Regions from separate parts of the Mus musculus genome. Here region 2 is linked to region 1. A link is a contact called in public HiChIP or PLAC-seq data. All regions are on one chromosome and are shown on one strand. Each heading gives the region's core, a stretch centred on a gene start, on an enhancer-like site or on the middle of the called end of the contact. The rest is flanking DNA. Distances are from core to core; before and after follow the strand shown. Region 1 holds the start of 1110046J04Rik (RIKEN cDNA 1110046J04 gene). Region 2 holds the start of 4930447K03Rik (RIKEN cDNA 4930447K03 gene).

Region 1 (4,022 bases), core at 792-3,291:
TGTATGGCACTTGGAGGCCAGTGGTTACTGAGATGGTTGGCCAAGAAGGGCATATAAGCAATAGGGTCAAATATCTGTTCCCTTTCACTAGCACAATGACAACACACAGCTGAAAGGTCTGCAAAGACTGACTGTGTGGCTTAATCCCATGTCCAGAAAGCAGAGAGTTGGTATTCCATGTGACCCTACAGCACATGCTTGAAGGCTCTTTTGGATAGAGAAGGGGATGATGGTGGGAGGTACAACTGTTGACTCACTAAACTAATTTAAAGATGCTTTGAACTAAAAACGGACTAATGGAACTTTAAGTACCCAGTCATTTCTGGGTATCTGAAGAATATCAGTTGATATCTGAAGATGCCAAATCTTCAAGTGTTCAGTTAACTTATGTAAAATAACTTAATATTTGATCTAACCAATATAAGTGCCCCTGTGAACTTTAAATGGTTTAGAGATGTGTAAATACCCAGCACAATGTAAAAGCTAGATAAATGATCCCTATTAGCATGCTGTTTAGAAAACAAGAAAGGGGAAAGAGTCTATGCAGTCCAGATTGGGCTCAAACTCTCATTTCTCTGCGTCAGCCTCCTGGGTCCTGGGATTACAGGTATACAGCAACACATCTCAGTTCTCCTTCAATGTTTTCTATCAGATTTTGATTTCTGCTTCATGTTGACTAAAAGTAAAATCCATGTATGAGATGGTATGGGGAGACATGCAGGTATAGGAAGCCAAATAAACTTGGTATATGGAGCCAAGAGTGCCCCAAACACACCCTTTCTGCGTGATGACACAAGCCATATCGGATACAATTACTCAGAGCAGCCTTGAAACACTAGGACACACCCCATGTAAACGGATAACAGCAATCATCCCACAAGCCCCAGCGCCACAGTCCCTGATCACACATACTTTTACCCAAGGTTACTTGATATATTAGATCCAACACCCAACTCCTAAGCCACTGGAGGAAGGAAATGAGCAGCCTCTGGAAAAGACCTATTACAATCAATTGCCTCCCAAGCAGTCAGAAAAATAAGTGCCAAACCTCGCCCAGTTTTCCCTCACTCAGTGTTTCTGACACCATATGAATACTAGCTGTCCATATTTCTGATCCTAATGTGGAGAAAAGACCTAACCTAACGGGAGGAAAGGAGGAAGACCAGGCATGTATCTCAGTAGGAAAGAACTTGCTCAGCATTACAAGGCTCTGGGTCCATCAAAAAGAGGAGGGAGGAAAAAACAAGTTCACATGCCAAGTGCTTCTGGCACAGAAACTGTCAAAAACTTTGCCCATGATTTTCTCCTAACCTGACAGATATCAAATTTGTGAGTTTAGTAGGAGGGAAAACAAACAAACAAACAAACAAACAAAACCCAAAGATCTGGAATTGTTTCTCACAAGTATTTATGTTTGTGGGCCTCCGGGGTGCTTAAGATTTGTCACAAACTTCCCAGCACAGCCTGGGCAGCGCCCCTGGGAGATTCAGGCACACTGGACAGGAAAGGGTCTGAGCACCCAGCCCTTGGTCTCTCTCCCCCACCTCCCAGATCCCAACGCCCGTCCTAGTGCGTCACCAGCCTGCGTCTCTGGAGTCTCCAGGTTCACTCCGGATCGAAGGACATACGTGATCACCTGTAGCCCCGGGGCCCCGCGCAGCAGCCAGGCCGGCTCCGCGCAGCCCCCATCCCTCGCTAGCCGTCGCCTCCAAGGACTCTGGCAGATCTGGGAGGGCGGCGATGTCACCAGATGGCTGGGATCACAAGGCGACTCACTTGGCTGCGTCACGGCCCGCTGAAGCCGCTGTGCAGCAGAGGGAACCCGAGTCAGGTCCACAGGGCTCTCGCCGCGCGCCACACCCGCCTGCGTCCCCAGCTCCCCACCCCCACCCCGCCACCCCACCCCCGCCTCAGCCCACCGAAGAGCATACCCTAGATTCTCCTAGATTCTCGATTTCCGGACTGGTAGCAAGCAGAGAAGAGATGAGGAGGCCCCAACCGCGCCCGAGGCCTTAAATACTTATGGGGGGCGGAGAGTCGGGAGGAGTCTGAAGGCCAGGGTGCGGCCGCTCCCGAGTAGGAAAAGGAAGAGAGTAAGTAAGGCCAGGTGAGTGCCTGCGGACCCACAATCTAGCCTATCCTCTGGCTCTTGGCCACTTTGCCTCAGATTGGGCAGCTGATCTTTCTGGTACTTTCTGGATGCTTTGGCTACCTCCACTTAGCGATGCCAGAAGTGTGCCAGCACTTAGTGGATGGACATACTTGTGACAAAGCAGATCATAAGTTTAAAGTGAGAAAGGAAGAAAAGACTTTTAACTACTGGGGCTGGAGGTAGAGATCTTATTCAGCAGGCACAGAAAAATAAAGAAAGGTGGTCAGTGCCTGTGTCCCAGTGTAGCCTTCTCAGCTTTGGGTAAGCCTTTCCCAGCCATGAAAAGGATGAGCAGTATTCCCAGCCTTCAGCAGGCTAAACAGACCTTATCAACCTGGACACAGACATCTGTCTTGGCTGCAATTGCAGGTACCCATGGGAACTTTAAGGTTTTTGCGCTGACCTTGCTGCTACAACATACTCAAGCTGAAGAAGTGGATGGATTTTGTGGGTTTTTTTTTTCCTTTATAAACACAAAGCTTATTATCAAACTTTGAGCCTTGATCAGAACCTTTGTCTTAGCTTCATCCTTCTCTCACCCCTTTACCTTATTTCTAGCCCCCGTTTCAGGTAAACCCAGTTCAACCATGGCTGCTAGATGGCTACAGATGGACTTGAAAACTGGGGTGGGGGTGAAGGGGGGACTACTGAGAAGTGCTGTCTTGGGTGGAGCGCCACAGAAAACAGAAGAAAAGTGAAAGTATCCATGAAGCACTGTAAGCAACATGCAGCATTAATGCTAGTGCTAGCCATAAATTTTATTTTTTGAAACTGCTGCTGTAAAAAAGTGCTTTCAGGAGGATACAGGCTAGGCTGAAGAAGTGTTGGCCCGACATGGGCTTCGCCTAAGGTGTGGCTGCATAATGGGGCGAGGGAATTCTAAATAGGCATTTGTCCACAGCCAGGAGCTGCTCCAGGTGAAAGGAGTAGGATTTAAAATAAAATAAAAAGAGTAAAAAACAAAAAACAACAACAACCAAAACAGATGTTAGAAAAATTCTTAGCTCAAGTACATTTATGTTGTCCTTAATTCCCAGAAATAGGAATGGTAAATATATAAGTAAAAGAATTAGTCACGTTGAAGAGAAATTGGGAAAGTTAGAAAAGCAGGGCGCTGGAGAACAACTATCGGTAGCTACCACTGTGCCTCTTCTCTCTTTGGCAGAATTCCCAGAAGGAGATAAAGAGTGAGGCCTTGAACACGAGAGAGAGAAAAAGAGAATAGGTTTCAGAAATGGAGTTGTCCCCTGTCCAGGACGCTTTAGCACAAGAGAAGGAAAATAGATATAAGATATTTCAGAGCTCTCCTAGGGACAGGAAGAAATTGGTCCTGCTTCCTCTCTGGCTCCTGTTGGAGATATACTTAGTTCTGGTTAGGATATCTGGGTCCCTTTGAAACATCAAGTTCTATTCCCTCTCTGTCTATCGTCTGTGCACCATTTATCCATATGTCTGTCTACTTATGTTTGTTTTTGTTTTGTTGTTTGAATGATTGTTGTTCTGTGTTTCATGTTGGAAAAAAAAGGTTAAAACTTTATCTGCTGGCTGTCCATCCTTTGATTTAATTTAACTTGTTTAAAAGGCAGTCTCAATTTGCATAGCAGAAACTGATAAGCTACACTGCACTGTTCCTGGGAGTCAAGCACAGCTGGAAAAGCCCTACTAGAGGCTGATTATCTACACAAGTCACTCTTAAAGGGACCAACAGCTTTTTGCTTGTAACAGAAAGTCAGCTTAAAATTGGCAACTCAGGGTTGGAGTCATTCTAAATGACACTTGGCATGAACCAACCCAGGAAAACAGATCTTTAAAGATACTTCTAAATTGGGATAATATTTTATGTAATTCTTATCCTAGAAACTAGACTTAT
Region 2 (4,022 bases), core at 992-3,491, 180 kb after region 1:
CTAAAATCTCTCACAACTCAGTTTCTCAGAGGAGACTGGCTCTTGATAGACACTGTTGGCCTATCCCCTGAGACTCCACTTGCCTTCCTGAAGTTTTCCTCGGCCATCTCTGCTACAGTTCTCATCCACTCTGGGTGACAGCTGGGCTGTAACGTTACATCCCACAGCTGACGCAAATCCACCCCAAACATTTCTCATTCCTCAGCAGTCTCTAGCCCAGCCCTTCAGCAGCTGCCGAGGAGCCAGAGCTAATGGTCTGGGGAAGCAGGTCAAGTCCATGGTCAGCTCAGATGGAAAAACCTGCAGGCAGGAGTTCCAGTCAGGTGATACAGTGCTCAGAGCAAAATGCAATAGCAAAGAAGGGCTGCCGAGGGAACAATGGAGACAAGTTTACACTTGGTAAACTGAAGGCCACACAGAAGAAGAATCCCAGAGAACTTCCACATAAAACCAGGGGGAGGCTGAGAACCAGGGGGAGGCTGAGAAACCCACCAGAGTTCCCAAAAACCTCTGGAAGGGGTGGGAGAAAGTCAACGTTGTAATGGGAAATGGAGGCATTAAGTCAGAAGGGTAGGTGGGACAGGTCAGTCAGCAATTAAGGAAGGGGAGCTAAAAATGATGGAATGAGTTATGTCCACTTCCCAGAAAGCATTACACATCACACTAAGTTCTAAGGGTAAGGCCTAGTAGTAGAGCCATGCAAAAGGACCTAGGTTCAAAGGCCAGCACAACATCCTGAAAATCCTGAAGCAAAACAAACCAACAAAGCCACCACATTGGGAACTTATAATATGCACCCTGGAAGGCGTCTCAAATTGATTCCAAAAAGCATACAGACAGAGTTCTCCTTGTATGCAGCATTTGTCAAGTGGCAGGTATCAGTAAACATGGCTGAAGATGCTCAGTGGAGAAAGGCAAGGGAAAAAAAGGAAAGAATTTGTGGGCTTACTGGTGGGATAGCATCTGAAAACCATGGAGATGGGAAGGGCAGGAGCTTGACAGGTGCTGCCGCCCTTCAGTCACTTTCTTAATTCTGTCTTGACGTGTTAATGTTGCAAGAGGAAGGATTCACTGGGCTCTCTGCAGATGCCATGAGTCACAGCTGCCATGATATTCAGGAGTCTCCTTTTCAGGGGACAAGTGGCAGCCCCTGCCCCCCCCCCCCCAAGCTTGCTACAAGTCTAGGATTCCTGACTACTCCTCAGGACCACTGGATCAGAACGTGCATCTGATGGAGATTCCAGGTGATAAGCAGGCAATTGCCAAGACTAAGGAGCCAGATGTGGACTCAGAAGATCTAACCTGGGTCATGGCTCATCATAAGAAACAAGGACAAGAGGAAAGAGTTCAGGGTGTAGGGCATTGGGGTGCTGAAAACCCTGTATTCTCCATTTCCTTTGCTCAAGGCTTGGCAGTGGGATCACCTGATAGTAATCCATGGTTTTCTCCACAGAATTTCACAATTTCATATGATTCAACCTAATACTCTGGAGAGTGTCCAATGTGTGACTCATGCCTCCCACAGTTACAGCGTGGCACCGATGTAATCCTGTTCTTTGACCTGTATGCAGCTGCGGCTCCAGAGGAGACACTGGCAGAGGTGTGCCTTTCTGCTTAGGGAGTCAGACTCCTGTAATCCCTTTCACGTCATCAACAATGACAAGCCATAATAGTGTCATACACTGCTCATTTGTGTTCAACCTTATAATGACTGTACAACGATCATTTGAGATGTATAGGTGAAGAAATGAAACCACAGAGAGGTTGAGTAAGTTGCTCAAAGTCACACAACTTGGAAGCAAGAAGGCAGAGCAACTTGATGCCCTGAATATTTCACAGAATTTCTGAAGAAATGCCAGACTAAGGCCATGGAGACTTCCAAGATCATGTGCTACAGTTTGGATCTGGGATGTCCCACACAGGCCTTTTTGTTTAAGACATGATTCCCAGCTTGAAGAGGTAGAACCTGTAGGAGGAGGGACCCAGACCATTGGGGCTGTAATGGCTCTTGTTTAATTTTACTGAATCTGAAATACTTAGGAGACAATGGCTCTGGCCATGTCTCTGAGGGAGATTCCAGAGTTGTGTTTGGGGGTGGTGCTCCCCTCACTGTGGGTGACACAGCTGGGATACAAGCTCTGAGGGAAAATCAGTGATGCTTGCCTTTGTCTCTTGCAGAGGACTCCAGTCCTGTGGCTCCCACTGCCGCTGCCACCATTACCATCAGACTCTGACTTCTTTCGGCCTTCCATCCTGGAACGAATACCAATGACTCACCAGGAATCTGGAGCCTTTGGCTCCAGAATGGAATTGCTGTGGTATCTGAAAGTTCCAGAATCCACACAAGACACCCCAAGACCAAGTTCTTAGCACAAAGGAGATTTATTTGCCTCAGAGGGAGAAAGGGCAAGGAATAAGAGACAAAGACAGGAAATGAAGGATGAGGGAGAAGGGGAAGGACAGAGAGTGGGGGAAAAGATATTTGTCCCAGATTGACAAAGGACTGTCTCTGGATAGAGAGGAGACAGATATGGCCCACCTGAACATGGAAGTTTATAAGGGAAAAATGGGGGAAACCTGGTGCTAGGTGAGGTGTTTTGTTTTAATTTGGGTATGTTAATTAGGTGAACCAAAGGGAGCTTTTAATTTCTGGATTTCAATATTTTGATAGCTGGATCTTGGTAGTTAGCCTCAGACAGAAGGAGTGAGGGACCTTGGAGACTAGCTTCAAGAATATAATCTGTTTAGCAAGGTAAAGGAAATAGGGGAAAGGCAAGGTCTGACAGCCATGTTTGCCATTCTCAGGTCTGTGTTTGCCATGCTTGGGCCTGCTAGAGCCCTTCAGTATCCAGCTTTGTGCTCTGAATAGCCTCTCCTGCATACATACAGCCTTTGTCAGGTCACCAGAACCTTATTATGCAAGCCACATGCATCTATGTAGACATACACTCACATTCACCTATTCTAGTCTTCTAAAGAACCTTTGGCCAATACAGGGACCTACAGGGACCCTGGTACCCTGGGACCCTGGCTTCCCCCTCTTCTCTTGGCTTCCCAGCAACCAGGAGGTATACTTATTTACTTCCTTTTTTTTTTTTTTAACCATATTCGCTGGCCATGATGTGCTTGCTCTGTTGCCACAGTCCCAAAGTAACAGGACATAACCCAAAACCATGAACCCAAATAGTATTTCCTCTGTTCAGTCCGCCACATTCGGAATTTTGTCTCCATCGTGGAAAGCCAGCTGGTCCAGAGGCAGTGGAAGGCTCTGTTAGGATGACTTAGGGATGTGGAGATTGCTCAAAGGATAAAGTGCTTGTTGTATGTGGTAGTCTTGTCAAGTCGACACACTGTGGAAGGGAGGCCTGGTGAAGAACTGTTGAGATTGACAGTGACCTAGTTAGCATTAGCTGTGGATTTGACACAACCTGGAATCACTTGAAGAGTCTCAAGTAATTATCTCTGTCAGGTTGGTCTGTGGTGTGCCTCTGTGAGATTGCCTTGGTTTTTAAGAGATACAGAGGCCCTTCTGACTGTGGAGGGCAATGTTCTCTCTGGGCAAGGGGCCCTGGGAAATGAAAGAAAGCTGGCTCAGTGTGGGTTTAGGGGTGAGTGAGCCAGTAGATGCTGCATCTCTATGGCTTCTGCTTCAAGTTCCTGCCTGAGTTCCTGCCCTGGTTTTCACCCAGTGATGGACTGTTACTGGAAGCCACAATAAAGCCTTTCCTCTTCTAAAGTGCTTTTGAGCATGGTATTTGACACAGCAATTGAATGAAACAGTCCCAGGTGCCTGTGGGGGGTGAGGTGGGGGGAATTGATTGGTGCCACTGAATTGAGGCTATGCAGCCTAAACATGTCTGGCACCATTTCCTGTGGGGCCTGGGCTGTAAAACTGAAGGCAGGGGATTGGAGCAAGCCAGAGTAAGTACCTCCTTCCTCTGTCTCCTCACTATGTAATGCTTCCCAGAGTCTTGAGCTCTAACCACCGTGGCTTCACCACGACCATCGACTGTAACGTAGTG

The links. HiChIP or PLAC-seq counts read pairs in DNA pulled down with a chosen protein or histone mark.
Region 2: a FOXA1 HiChIP or PLAC-seq map of pancreatic cancer cells shows a contact between it and region 1. The contact joins the promoter of 4930447K03Rik here to the promoter of 1110046J04Rik in region 1. A contact is called at or near these places in 1 of 39 promoter capture datasets (the SN4741 cell line) and 3 of 115 datasets of contacts at active chromatin or transcription factors (embryonic stem cells and pancreatic cancer cells).

What each region holds. Positions count from the first base shown.
Region 1 is chr13:33,933,991-33,938,012 of GRCm38.p6, forward strand. It overlaps 1110046J04Rik (RIKEN cDNA 1110046J04 gene), which reads left to right and starts at 2,042. Exons shown (of 5, transcript NR_040707.1): 1 at 2,042-2,107. Serpinb6a (serine (or cysteine) peptidase inhibitor, clade B, member 6a) reads right to left here and starts at 2,093. Exons shown (of 7, transcript NM_009254.3): 1 at 1,932-2,093.
Region 2 is chr13:34,111,031-34,115,052 of GRCm38.p6, forward strand. 4930447K03Rik (RIKEN cDNA 4930447K03 gene) reads right to left here and starts at 2,242. Exons shown (of 5, transcript NR_046184.1): 1 at 2,164-2,242.